Regions from separate parts of the Gossypium hirsutum genome. Here region 2 is linked to region 1. Evidence: chromatin contacts called from public Hi-C data. All regions are on one chromosome and are shown on one strand. Each heading gives the region's core, a stretch centred on a gene start, on an enhancer-like site or on the middle of the called end of the contact. The rest is flanking DNA. Distances are from core to core; before and after follow the strand shown. Region 1 holds the start of LOC107920268 (ethylene-responsive transcription factor CRF2). Region 2 holds the start of LOC107928781 (mitochondrial adenine nucleotide transporter ADNT1).

The links. A called contact is a pair of places that touch in the nucleus more often than the background predicts.
Region 2: a contact with region 1 is called in a Hi-C map of leaf, with 1.8 times the contacts expected there. The contact joins the promoter of LOC107928781 here to the promoter of LOC107920268 in region 1. A contact is called at or near these places in 3 of 34 Hi-C or Micro-C datasets (leaf and petal).

Annotation. Positions count from the first base shown.
Region 1 is chrA08:75,179,650-75,187,160 of Gossypium_hirsutum_v2.1, forward strand. LOC107920268 (ethylene-responsive transcription factor CRF2) reads left to right here and starts at 3,201. Exons shown (of 1, transcript XM_016849921.2): 1 at 3,201-5,426. The coding sequence starts at 4,116. The coding sequence ends at 5,120.
Region 2 is chrA08:75,572,982-75,580,120 of Gossypium_hirsutum_v2.1, forward strand. LOC107928781 (mitochondrial adenine nucleotide transporter ADNT1) reads right to left here and starts at 4,123. Exons shown (of 9, transcript XM_016860046.2): 1 at 3,658-4,123; 2 at 2,481-2,529; 3 at 2,060-2,223; 4 at 1,922-1,959; 5 at 1,377-1,489; 6 at 1,137-1,250; 7 at 608-851; 8 at 508-605; 9 at 1-427. The coding sequence starts at 3,815. The coding sequence ends at 344.

The sequences.
Region 1 (7,511 bases), core at 1,951-4,450:
TTTCTCTATTCCACAATTCAACTTTTACCATTTATTTAATCTAGTCTTTTCACTAAATTAGTCTTAATTCAAGCTAATTTACTTAGCCAAAATCTAATTAACTATACTCCTAACTTCGTAAATATTTCTAATAAATATTTATGAATTCATTTTACGGAAATTAATAACCCAAAAGTACATTTTTCTGATACTCTTAAACTTTGGGTTGTTACAAATCAAAATATATTTTCTCAAAATTTTCCCTCACTCATGATTTTCAAAAGAATGGTAATATAAATGCTTAGCAAATATATTCAAATAGTCATTTGAAAAACTAGTATTCAAGATTGAATACGTAGAATATGAGAAATATGTGATGTTTTCATGAGGGGGAGTAAATACGCGTTGCTCTCTTTTTCCCTTAACCAAGGTTTTATCCCATTGAGTTTTTCTTGGTAAGATTTTTAATGAGATAACATATTATGTGTATTATAGATTGTGTACTATTTTTCCTTTATTAGGGTTTTATCCCACAGGGTTTTTCTTAATAAGGTTTTAATGAGACACATTATTTACCAATGGACATCCAATGGGGAGTGTTATGAATATCTTATTAAGTGGATGTCCATGTCCATCATGATCAAGATAAAGTTTTAATATACTTTAAATTCTAATAGTTATTAGAATTAGATATCTACTTCTTTTATACTTCTTATACCTATAAATAGAGACTTTAATGAAGCATTGTAATCATCCCTTTGATCAATAAAATATATTCGTTATTGCTTTCATATTTTCTTTATTCTCTTCATCTCTATTTTATAACAGTTTTCAAGTTTTTTATTTTTAATTAATAACTATTTTATTTATAAAATCAAATAATAAATATTTAATTATTTTTTAAAAACATCAACTAATTCTTTAGATATATTCTTCTTTATATATAATATTTATATGTAAAATATTTCTTTTCTCCACCTATATTGTGAGGGTATAGTGATTTCTAATATTATAATATCAAATAATATTTCAAATATCATTGTTTTTCATCTACATTGTGAGTATGATATTTCAAATTTTTTTATATGTGCAATATTTCAAATACACATACAAAAATATATAATATGTCAATTTACTACTCTCATTATGTGGATTGAAAAATAAATATTACACATATAAAAAATATATTTACTAAAAACTAATTATATTTGCAATAAATTTTTTTGATGATTTACAATAACAGAGCAAAGCCTGAATAACCAATGCAACAAATATGACTTGAACTCAAACCACACTTGAGGTGATAAACATCCTTGATCATCAGGCCATCAAATGGGATTCAATATTTGCAATAATTATTTTATTTTATAAATAAAATAATTATTAATTAAAAATATGAATTAAAAATAAAAACTTAAAAACAATATATTTATTAATTATAAACACTAATTAAAAAAAAGCTTGAAACAACATTAAAAAATACATATTAAAATGTTTATAAGAAGAATTGAACTTAGGCCTCAAAGATAAGATTAAAATTATCTAGCCATCTAATTAAAGGAGTTAATGTGTTAAAAATATTAATTAAAAAAACTTTAAACAACATGAAATAAAAACTACAAAGTGTTAGCAGGAGAGGAATTGAACCCAAGACTTAAGTTAAAAATACTAACACTTAACCACTTAACAAAAAACTTAATTTGTCAATTTTTGGTGAAAGAATGTTTTGTAAAACGCGTTTTTATTGACACGACAATGAAAACACACTTTATAAAACACGCTTTTCCTTTTTTTTTTTTTAAAATAGCGTAGATCGATAAATTTCGAAAGTTTCAGCATACTTTCTCAAATTATTTTCTTTTCGGCATATATATATTAGCGTATAGAAACTCATCTAAATTTCTCATTCAAATAAAGAGAAAAGAACACGAGAAAACAACGTTCAAATAAGTAACTGTCCCTAACAAATTGAGAAACTCAGTAAATTCCTGTCTTTATTTACCTTAAATTCTCCTAACCGATAAAAAGAAGAAAAAGGAAAATGTGATTCATCATCGCGTGATCTAATTAAAAAGTTGTACGTTAAATCTATACCGTAAAAACACCAAATATTGTTGTTATTTTTTAGGGTTTAATTATATCTAAGACTATTAAATTATTTGTAAGTTTACTTTTGATCACTCAATTTTAAAAAGTTACAAAATAGTCATTAAACTATTCAAAAAAATTCATTTATGTCACTTAACTATTCAAAAAATTTTATTTAAGTTATTGAGCTTTAATCCTTTTTAAAGTCCGGCTAGCAAGCTACAAGTGGCGATTTGACAATCGGTATGATAAATTAGTACCCATCAAAGAGTAGAAAAATATATGCTAGATCTAAGTAGATTTGACAGTTAGGGTCATAGATCAAGGAATAATATTGTTTGGATTTTATTCACAGATTCGTAATGTTTAAAATTGTTCCATAAAAAAAATAAACTGTGAAAGAGAAGGAAAATGAGAGATTTCGATTGATGCAGGTAATGCAAACATAAAATGCTATATGGCAACGATTTTAATAGTCCAATTACTTAAATGAAAACTTTTACATAGTTCAATAACCATTTTATAATTTTTTAAAATTGAGTAACCAAAACATAAACTTATTAATAGTTTAATTAGCTTAGTCAAATTTATCCTATTAAATGATACGTTGCTAATTAGATAAATTGACCCTATGTTTCATCTGACGGCTAATATTTACTGTCGGCAGAACAAGTTGTTGGAGCCAATCAAAACTCGGGGCTACTCAAAGAAATAATAATAAATACTAGACACGTTTCAACCTCACACTGTGCTTGAATACATTCGAAAAAATACCCTCCCTACACACCACAGCGTGGTCATTAAATAAAAAGGTTAAAAAAATAGCACCACGTTAGTCTCAGTTGTAGTAAAATTTACCAGCTGTATAACTGCTTGGTCTGCAGCAGCTGTAATCTAACCAACTCTGGCAGTCATAAAATGACGAAAATGCCTATACAAGGTAAAAAAACGGAAGATTAACTAAGGAATTATGGAGGCAATTAAAGGTAGGAGTGGGTGTTAATCATTAACTACCGGTTCTAATTTTAGTCAAAGGGAGAGGAGTGGACTGACCCGAGTGTCTGGTGTCACGTGACCTGAATCTCTGATTTCAAGATTAAATCTTTTTTGGACAACACCTAGACACCTAGTCAGCATTCCCCCCGGTTCACCCTCCCGTTGGATCTTTCTGTTTTCAGCCGGAATCTCATTATCGCCGATATGTCCCCGCCCTTTCTCTAACAACTTTTTTAAAAAAATGAATAAATAAATAAAAATATATGGCATTTTAACCTTGAGCAAATTACGGCTGGTCCTATAAAATAGCTCAACTTTCGGTATATGCCTCAAATCTCTGCTTCATTTTTTCTGTCTTTTTACTCTCTTATCTATCAAAAGAGCTATTCTTCACTCCTCTTTGCGTTCTTTTCCCTTTTCCTTTTTCTTTTCCGTTTCCCTTTCTTTCTTTTAAGAATTTTCTTTTTCTTTATGTTTCCTGGAGAAAGTACTGTATATCATCAGAAAGCAATTTGTGTTCTTAGTTTCTTTTAGGGTTTGGTTTTGAAAGTTACCCAAAATAGCAAGTCTGTGCTCTGTCAAGTGACTAAGAAAAGGCACTGTCTAGTGGTTTTTTTTTGCTCGCGGCATCTTCCCTTTTTCTTTTATCCTCTGCAACTTTTACCTACAGTTTTCTTTCTTTTCTTCTTTTTCTTCGCTCCGTTCTCCCACTACTGGTTTTTGCCATCGGGGTGCTTTCCGTACTGCTTGTTTAAGCGCACTATCGTTTTTTTGGGGATAACTTTCCTTGAAATTTCTCGTGCTCTTAAGTACTTTTTGAGTAAAACTTTTAACAGATTAATGGTGGGCTTCTCTTCATTTCCAGCTTCTCATTAACGTGTTCATTGTTCAGCTTTCCTTTTTAGCCCTTTATTCTCCTGGTGTCAAGTCTCAAAGGAATCCCTTCTTTTCCCTCCGCTTTTATTTGACTCCCCTTCCCACTCTCTCTCAATGAGACCAAGTAATAGAAGTTGAAAACCTGCATATACAAAGGCAAAATCGAAAAAAAAAGAATGGATCATTGTTCTGTTTCTTCAATCAAATACACAGAACATCGCAATCAAACCAAGCTCCTTTCACCACTGTTAAATGTCAAAGTCGAAAACCAACCAGAAATGAAGCCTCGAATTGTTCGGATATCAGTTACTGATGCTGACGCTACTGATTCCTCCAGCGACGAAGACGAAGAACAAACAACCCGAAGAGTCAAGAAATTCGTGAACGAGATAACTATCGGTTCATCATCATGTCCTGCCCAGAACGACGCTGCTTTCAGAAGTAAATCGTCGACTTTGTCCAGGAATTCTAGAAAAAGGCCGGCGGCTGTTGCTGTAGCAAAAGCGTCCTCGGCTAAGGTATTACCAGCCGGGAAGAAATTCAGAGGAGTAAGGCAACGGCCTTGGGGAAAATGGGCGGCTGAGATCAGGGACCCGCTAAGGCGTGTACGTTTATGGTTGGGTACCTATGACACCGCCGAAGAAGCAGCAATGGTGTACGACAACGCGGCTATTCAGCTGCGTGGTCCCGACGCGCTCACTAACTTTACCACTCCCCAGCAAAAATCACTGCAAGACAAAAACAGCCAAAAGCCGTTATCCAGCTCAGAGTACAACTCCATGGAAGAATCCCACACCACCACCACCAATCTTTGCTCCCCAACCTCCATTCTTCGTTGTCCTTCGCTTTCGACCGACGAAGTCGATTCGTCGCAAAGCGTCAAAGAATCTCGAGAAATCGAGAGCGAACCTCGGGAGGATTCTTGCTGCATATCCAGAGAACACGTGTCGGATTTCTCCAGCAACCCATTCTCTATTCCAAGTGACATATTTAGTTCAGTACCGGATTTGTTCGACGACGATACGAGTTTTTTGAAAGATGATTTAGATAATGGATTTTTTAGTTCGTGTGAGGATTTCGAGTTCGAATTTGGTGGAGGTTTCTCCAGTTGGCAACATGTCGATGATCACTTCCAAGATATCGGGGATTTGTTCGGGGCAGATCCTCTTTTAGCCATTTGAGGGAGTGGTCCTTCCTTTTTCTCGTGTAATGCCAGTTTTACGGCAAGTTTTGCATCGGCGGGAACTGAAAATATCGGCAATTTTTTTCTTCTTTTTGTTTAATTAATATTGTTAATGAGTGAAGTTAAGAATATTAAACATCTCCGTCACAGTAACGGTGACGGACGAGTTTGGGTACGTGTTTTATGCTGGATCATGCTTATATGTTTGTTTTCGTGAAGGCACGTGATAAGAACATTTCAAAAGGCTAAGTTGTTTTATTTTATATTTTTTTCTTAATAACATGGTAAAAGGTTTTTTACCCTACTTTAGATTCTTATTATCTGCAGTGCACACGTGGTGTCAAACTACATAAATATATTAGATTGTACAAATTTTGATAGTGTGTTAAAAAATAAAAACGATTAGAAACATATTAGATTTCTTTTGATAATTTAATTATTACATTATAACTTGTCCTATAATAATAATTTATTCTAAATCTGATTTAAATATGTGCATGGAATGTGGTGGATTCATGAATTACAAAGTAAGTTCCATATATACATATATAATTTTGTCCTACTGAATTGTTGACCTTGGTGTACCACTAGGTAGACAGTACAAGCACCTTTCAAAGATGTTCAAGTAATGGGCTATGAGCTAACCATGTTTTTTTTTTTATATTCATTGTCTAAACATTTTTTCTTTTCCTAATTCTAGTGTTCCCTGTTGGTTTAGGGTCTGAACCTTAAAACTCTATCATTCACCAAGTCGAATGCATCGGACCCAATGGGCTTCAAATTTTTTTGAGTTGTAGTATGTCTCAATATCGGACTACATAGTTTTACTTGTAAGCAAGTATACAAAATGTTACTTAATTATTATTTTTCATTCCATTTTATAGCTATAGCGATATAAATCATATAGTGTGACTTCAATTTCATCTCCTACACTAGAATTTGACCGCTTTGAGACATGAAGGTGGAACAAATAGGGGACGAATTTACACACAGTAGAGGCGGAAAGAAAGATGGGCGGTTTAAGTATTACAGTTTGAGACTTTGATAGAAAATGATGAGAGAGACCCCCTTCGCCATATGGCATTTCAAGATCTGGGTCCCTTTCTCCTAGTGTTTTGTCTGTGGGTGAAATTTAGCAAATCAAAGTTGATCATCATTTTTTGGGCAAAAACTGGGCATCATTACTCAACACTTGATCATCATGTGGGCTTTTAATCAAACACACACACTCACCCCATAATCCAACACATTGAGCCTTGAAACAGTTTTCAATGCTTTGACTGATGAAATGTATCATCAAATTGTGGTCCAACCATAAAATGGAGCAGTACAAACAAATGTCATAAGATTTTGGCATTGTTAGCTCTCATGAAAAGAGCTGAATTTTTTTATTAAATAAAAATTGTCATTATTCTAAAATAGTTACACTACACTCCCTAACATGACAAAATATGCTCTTCTATAAACCCCAGGCCACAATGTCTGTTTCTTTGTTGATGTAATGTTTTGTTTCTGGGTTTTCTAGTCTCATTGCCTCCCAATGTCTAGAACTTGGAACAGGTTTTTTTTTTTTTAACTCAAGCAAGCAGTTGGGATTCTGAAAAAGTGAGAAAAGAGATGTCATTATCTGGTAGATTTTGGGCGATTAGGGTGATAGATTTGCAGGCCTTTATGATGGAATTTTTTTTTCCTGGGTGGCAGAAAGAGAGAGAGAGAGAGAGCCCTACAACTAAGATTTTGTTTGCCTCTTGAGCTTTCATCTATTGATGAATAGAGACAGTAAAAGTCTCAAGTTCATGGGTCTTTTTTCTTGTGGGTATGTGATTTACTTGAGGGCCCCGGGGGGGGGGGACGGGACCCTAATGATCATTAAATTAAACACAGCAAAAGGAAAACCAAATTTTCTCCAAATCTTTTCTTTTCTAGTTTATCAATTTATTGACCACTGCGGTCTCTTAAAGGAAGCATTGGTCTTTGAAGCAGTAAGAGGTCATGTTAGGGAGCGGAAGGGCACAAAATTCCACATCTCCGGAGGCATTCAAGAAAAAAAGAAAAACAATCCAGAAGATTTTTGTTGTGAAATAATGAAACTCAATCATGGCCGTACACGTAAGGTCAGGCTAACGGTGTTCCATCTCCTCGTTCAGTGCAAGTAGGCTGGGCTAAGGCAAGGGTCCTGGTCCCTGGTCCCCAGACCCTTTACATCCAGCTCACCTATTTCTTTTCCACTGTTTTTTCTTTGAAGCTTCGACTGTCACGAGCCATCGCCCTGTGGTCCCACTTATCATTCCCCTATATCAGTAGCTTCATTTGGACCCTTCATTTTGGATAACTATGGCTCATTGGGGAGATCCACATAAGCATCCTGGCCCATTATTGACTGGGCCTT
Region 2 (7,139 bases), core at 2,873-5,372, 390 kb after region 1:
TTAATTTGTTGCATGTATTTATTAGAATAATCATGAATATAACTTGGCAACAGAACATTTTAAGTTCACTAAAAGCGAAATCTATCAGAATGTGTATCGGCTGCATCATTTCCTAATGAATATACTATTTTCTGATAACCTCCCAAAAAATACTTATTGGCAAAAGCATATATGAATATGAAAACTGAAAACCTAAGAGCAAAGAAGACAATAGCTATAAGGAAGACATTAAAAAAATACTAAAAGTGAGCTCTAAATATCCTCCTACCTTTCCTTTAAAAGCAAAATAATTCTTGCTCATCAAAATGAACACAAAAGATTGACCAAGCTCTTGGGAGTTCCTTCAGTCAGATATCCTTAACTCAACTCCAAGTACATCCTTCACCAACTCGTACGTGACAAATGCAATTGCTATAGATGGAACCACCTAAAATGGGATGGGAAGAGCATTTATTATGCTGTTGGGTATAGAGAAGTTGATTGCAGAGACTAAGATGTTAGCCTAACCTTCACTGAATTCGGAACCAAACCCTTGTATAATGCTCCAAAACCTTCATAGCGCACTGTTTTCCTGAATGTATCAACCATACCATTATATTCAATGGGGCCTTGTTCTTCCCATCACCGGTGACAACTGAAGCAGCATCCTTCCAGCCCACCATCTGCATTCTGCGTCGAATGACATCAAGAGGGTAAGCAACCGTCTGGCCAATGGTTCCAGCAGCAGCTCCACATGCAAGCCTTGTTGTGACACCCAGTTCAGAGTCCTCAACTAGCCCAAGGGGTTTCCTTTTGATCAGCCAATCTTTCAGAGATTCATAAACAGCAAAATTAAGACCGACGTAAGGTACCTATAAACATCATAAAAGTCATTTAGGCCTTTGCATACAAACATAAGGAGATGATTCTTCCCTTATTGAAGGCCAAAACAGATGCAAAGTGAAAGGGAATAGACCATTGTTTGCCAATGAACAGCTATGTGCAATAACGAACCCAACACATAAGCAGAAATTTAGGAAGGGCTAGAAACAGAACGCATCATCCTAGCAGATGTCTACGTCTATCTGAATGCAGATTCCTGAAGTGCAATAGAAATTAAAGAGTGCAGGTTTCAACGCCATAAGAGTTTTACTTACAACTCCTATTACAGATGGTAACCAGCCTTTGTACAATGCACGGGGTCCTTCTTCCCTTAATACTGTTAAAAGAGCATGAAAGATTCCTCTATATTGGCGAGGCGACTTCTCAGTCTGCAAATATAACACATGAACATTAGCCACCAAAGTGATAACAAGAGGCAGGCCTGTATCTTCAGGCATGAGAGTTATCTGACGTAAGTCATATCAATTAAGGTAACAGAAACTCAAAACAAATACCTGAACTGTTAGACGACCTCGTACCATATCCATTGGATAAGTTGCTGACATGGCAATGATTCCAGCACATGCACCAGCTCCAAGGCGTAGAAGTGGAGTGAATTGTGCATCCTCTGTAAGATAAGGTAAAATCAATAAAGTAACAAGTAGGTAAGCACAACATCCATAACCACTGAAAAGGCAACTCATCTTCTGCCAATCAGGGCCATATAACAAATTCCATTTATTTCCCCATTCAGCACCAATGTTTGGCAGAGAAAACATGAATTAGTTTAAGAAAGACAATAGCATCATGGTAACTAATACAAGATCATCAACATTACAGGTACCACATGCAGACAGAAAGGGATGCACAGTCTTTGTCAATAACATCCAGTGAACTTATTTCTTATAACACAAAATTAGTTATTCAATACACAAAGTTCACTAACAGTACAGTACTTCTTTGCCTCAATAATTGCACAACAGTAAATGAAATTGAATAGTAACAATCAGCTTCAAATCTCAAGAATATTTACAAGTATAGTGCTATTATAAAGGCATACCATTTCCTGATTGCTGCCGATATAGGTATAAAATCCCCCTGTATTTAGAAAGAAGCAAAAAGGAAGAGATTAGTTCAAACTTTGTACTGTGGTAATAACTGAAGGTTAATAGTGAAGAAAGGAACTGCCAAGGCTTACTTAGAGGCTTCTTCGTAGCTGAAAAACTTCACTGCTGAGTTAGGAATGATGCGAGCACAATTAGTACCATTTCCTTTAAACATTCCCCTGAAACCCTCAGTTCTCCATATGTATTTCAAACCCTGGATTGTTCCATTGTATTTTATACTATGAGGATTCTGAACCTGCAGGCTCGGAAAGAAAATCCTGTCAATCTACAGGCTGTAAAAAAATGGAAACAGCTACTCTATAATAGAAATACTCTAGGACATATACAATGTAGTTAAAGCTCTGATTATCACCAGCAGTAACAAAATTGAGAATAGAAAATATGTTGAACTTTCACTAGGAAGAACAAGGAGGCATTGGCTATAAACTATAGCATTGCAAAAAATGAGAACTTAATGGATAAGGACCAAATGATGATGATAACATAAACTACCTGAAGTAAAATTTTTAATCTTTCTAGGGGAGCAACAGCACTACGTGACCTGAAATAGATACAACATACACTAAGTAAAGCAAGCTGGCAATGGAAATGGAAAGTCAAACATTATAATAATACAATATAGATACAAAAGTATTCCATGACCATAGCAGAAGGTGCAATCAGGTCAAATGAAAAAAAGCATCCAAAGGGCAACAGGGTAATATTTCATCCTCAGATCTTCCGTACCATTCCCACCATCTTTAGGACAACAAAAGTTGCAAGCAAAGGGTTTAGAAAATGGAATGAATATATTCTTCATTTATCAACATCAAAAGAGTCAACCATCCCTCAGGCCCTCCAGTGAACTACCAGCAAGGCCACAAAAGTAACCATCAAATTTCTCCAAGCATCAAATGGCACCATAGTCAATATCCCTGAATTTTAACGACCATGCCTCTTACTGGGAGTGGAAATATACAAACAGAGAGAAACCATATTGAAAACACCTCACAACCTATTAAAATCCTAAATGATGAAAAAGGCCTTTTTTTCCCCTGAAGAATCAACGTACGTTAATTCAGTGACAAAGTAACTGTTACTTTAAAAAACCATTTTGCATCTCCAAGAATTTCCACATCATTACCAATAAATACCAAACAGTGACCTTTACATGGTTATCATCCCTTATTCACAAATACCAAAAGAAGAAGAGACCCCAATTCAATATTTTACATAATTAGAGTATCAATAGTAAAAGATTCATAAAACAGAGAATTAAACATATTGAAGAACATTTTCATCATAAAAAAATAAAGAGTGATTAAATTTTAACCAAAAATACATATTTTCTTGGATTCAACATAATAGAGGAAAAAGAAGCATACTTCGATTTTCCAATTTCAAAGTTAACAAGTCCTGTTAAGAAAATCACTGCTTTCCAGAAAAAGTAACTGAGTTTATATAAAAAAAAAGGTTACATTATTTTTCTAAAAGCGGAAAATTATGATACTGAGTTGAACAAGCAAAAACAAGAAGGAAAAAGAAAGTTTTCAAAAAAAAAATAGATGAATTAACTTAAAGGACCAAAAAATTATCGGAGGAAACAAAAAAACACGATCAAACTAGTCGAAGATTAAAAAAAAAGAAAAGGAAAGGCAAAGAGCGGATCTTAAGAAAGAAAGGGACTTACACTCCACCGGCGACACCACCAGCAACAAGAGACTTGCAAATACTAAGCAACGCATGGCTCGGCGCCTTAACTCCTTCGCTAGCTATCTTCGCTTCTTCCGCCAGATTCACGATCGTCGAGACCGCAGACTCGCTTCTTTTCACATCCTCAGACGCCATTTTTTGGGAAATAAAATTTAAAAAAAAAGAGAGGAAAAAAGCAATTCAGACAGAGATATAACGTTGGAACCGTAACTTATCCGATCAAAATATGGCGCTGAGCAGACACCGGTGATCGGAGAAGAAGAAGAGATCCTGTTTGCAGTGATTAGGGGAATGAGTGAAAGTGAGCAAGCATTGGCTAAGTTGATAGAAAAACAAAGAAAAGGGTACTTGTAGAAAAATATATAACTGCTGGAACTTGGCGGAGATAAATGAAATTTCCATATCCAGAATACCCTCTCTTTTCACTCTACAACTAACCCTCGTTTCCTCTCAAAACAAACAAACAAAAAATATATATATATATTTTTAATTAATAAGATTAAAAAATAAATCACCAAAATTAATATGAATATGATATAAATTTGAAGTGTAATATTACAGTAAATTATAAGATTTTGTTTTGATACAAGGAATTATAAAAATATAATAATACAAACATATACACAAGTATACTTGGTTTGGAATCTTTAAAATTGTACATTAAATAACGAAAAAACTTACTTTTTCTTATAAAATAGAATTGTGAGTTACCCTTTAATTAAGAATCTTACCTTGTTTAATGATTTTTATTAATTTAAAGTTTTGGAATTTAATATAATTATAGTAAGAAAAAATGATACGTTATTGGCAATTATTTTTTCAAGATAGTATTTAATTCGAATTTACAAGTTTGCCAAAAATATAAATTCCTTTTAGTTAAGCTTTTAACGAATTTTGGTAAGAGTAAGAAGCTAAATATTTTAGGGCAGAAGTAGATTACGATTTCCTAAACTCATTCTATTCCATTAAGTAAATATTGCGTATCGCACTGCTATGTTTGGATGATTTTCCTAAATATAACCTAAATCCAAAATATCCTTTCCATTAATATCAAGTTTTAGTAATCAAATTTCAATATTTCATAAATTACAAATAAATAAATCAATTTGCGATTTGTCATTTGTCATTTGGCACTTCGCAATGTAACGTTTTAACTCGCACTTATAACAGTTTTTAATAAAATTAAATTATGATAAATGTGGATAAAATTTTAGCTAGAGTTGATTTAAAATTTTTACATATAAATTTTATATAAAAATATAAAAAGTATTTGTTATTTTTTAAATATAAAAATATTTTAATCATTTTGATTTATAATATCAAATTTTTAAATATAATATAAATTAAAGAAATTGTCATGCGCTTTATAGTTAATTTTATTTTTTTAAAACATGTAATAATTTTATCTTTTCAATTTTCGTTGATAATAGAATACTAATGCACATAAACTTTTGTTATTTTACTAATTGAGTTTATTACTTATTAGATTATATCACAAGAATTTTTTAAAATATATATATTTATAAATTTATTTCTAATTAAAAGGAAAATATATTTTTTGAGTTGAATGAGTCTTAACTCGGTTGTCATTTACATTGTTGCTATTATAGAGGACATAAGCTAAAATGTGTTTATTTTTCTATTTAAATATTAAAAAAAGTTATGAGTACTTATAAGCACTATATAAAAAGATTAATATTATTTTAGAGTATTGGTTGAATTTTTCTTTATTAAAGCCTAAGGTTCAAAATTGTATTTGTAAATTATTAAAAAAATACATAAACACCTTTGAAATAAATATTTGTTGTTTGTTAAAATGCTATTTTAGATTTTTTTTAATTGAGTTGTTATTTAGTTAATTCAAGACATAAACTTAGTGAAAAGTTTTATATAATATATTTATTTAAAACCAAATAACACTTTGGTTGAAATGGTAAAATTAAGAAAATAAATGTTATGGGTGTCTCATGTTTAAATATCATTAGAAGTTCACATAAAAAAAATATAAAAATGCTCTCAAATTAATATGAGTTGTTTTATCAAAATTATAACATTCTGATAATTTAATAACTGAGTTGGGACTCGATTATGGGTGACACTAACTTAGCCAAAAATATTTATTTTATAATATTATTTAAGCCCTTGATTTAGGTTGTGAAATTACAAAAATGCCTTCTCTTATTTAAAGTAAGTTATATTATTTGACGGTGTTTAAGTTTTTTAATTAAAAAACAATAAAAAAATATGCTTATGTTGGGATTTGAATTCATGCCAATTGTATTAAATTTTATTTTTATTTTTTATACAGTTTAATTTTATTATGCATACTTTATTACCTCCAATTGCATATATTGATAATGTTATTGATTGAGCTGGTATCATAAATCAATTTGACACTAACTCGAGATTGATGATAATATAATGATAAATAATTGTACTACATTTAGAATTCTTAATATGATGTATTACGTGTTTAAATTTCATTTTACTTATAATTTAATATATTATTTATTTTAATATTACATATATTTCATGTGTTATTATTAATTAATTTCAAATTTTATTTTTATTATTTATTGTATGTTATTTTTAGACACTTTTCTATATTTTTAGTATATAATTTTCATATGGGTATGTGTGATAGCCATATATATAACAAGTATAGAAGTGTAAATAGATGATAGAAATTATTCATATCATATTTTTGCTTTCGCCCTCTCTTTATAAGCAAAAGCTGTGGCTAGTTTGATGGAAGGGGTGAGGTCCACAAATTTTGATGATAGTGAATTTCGAGCACATAGTTAAAGGCTAAGGCAGAACCTGAAGAACATCATAGTGATGAGTATAGAGTAAAGAGAAAGGGAGAATTTCATGGATGTTAAATAAAGAGTAGGTTAGGATAGTGCCATTTTCATCCACATATATATATATTTTTTGGGGGGGGGGGGGTGGGGGCGGTCCTTGCTTAAAAATTCAACTGTACCACCCTCTTTTTAGATTCTTGTGCGTTGTGGATGTAGTTATGACAACGATTTTTCAAATTTTTCTACATTTAATATTTTCATATTTAAATTAATAATTATTTACTACATTCGTAATTAATTTTTTAAGGGTTGACTTTACCAATTATATTTTTTTGTTTTATTTTAGTTATTTAAATATTATTTGTTAGTTTAATAATTAAATTTTTTAAAATTAAATATTTTAATCACTCTCTCATTAGTTATCACTAAATGAGTGATAGAAGTTGATATTGACTTTTTTTATTGGTCCAATAACAAATTTAATCTCTACTGTTTATCAAATCAATCAATTTGATCTTAAATATAAAAAATCTAACAATTTTAACCTTTAATCAAGCAATTTGAAGTCATTTTCATCTTTTATGGTGCAAGGAGAACCGCCACCTTGAGTATTGGATTGTGGAAGTGTAACAAGAAACAAAAGATTCTTGAGGCA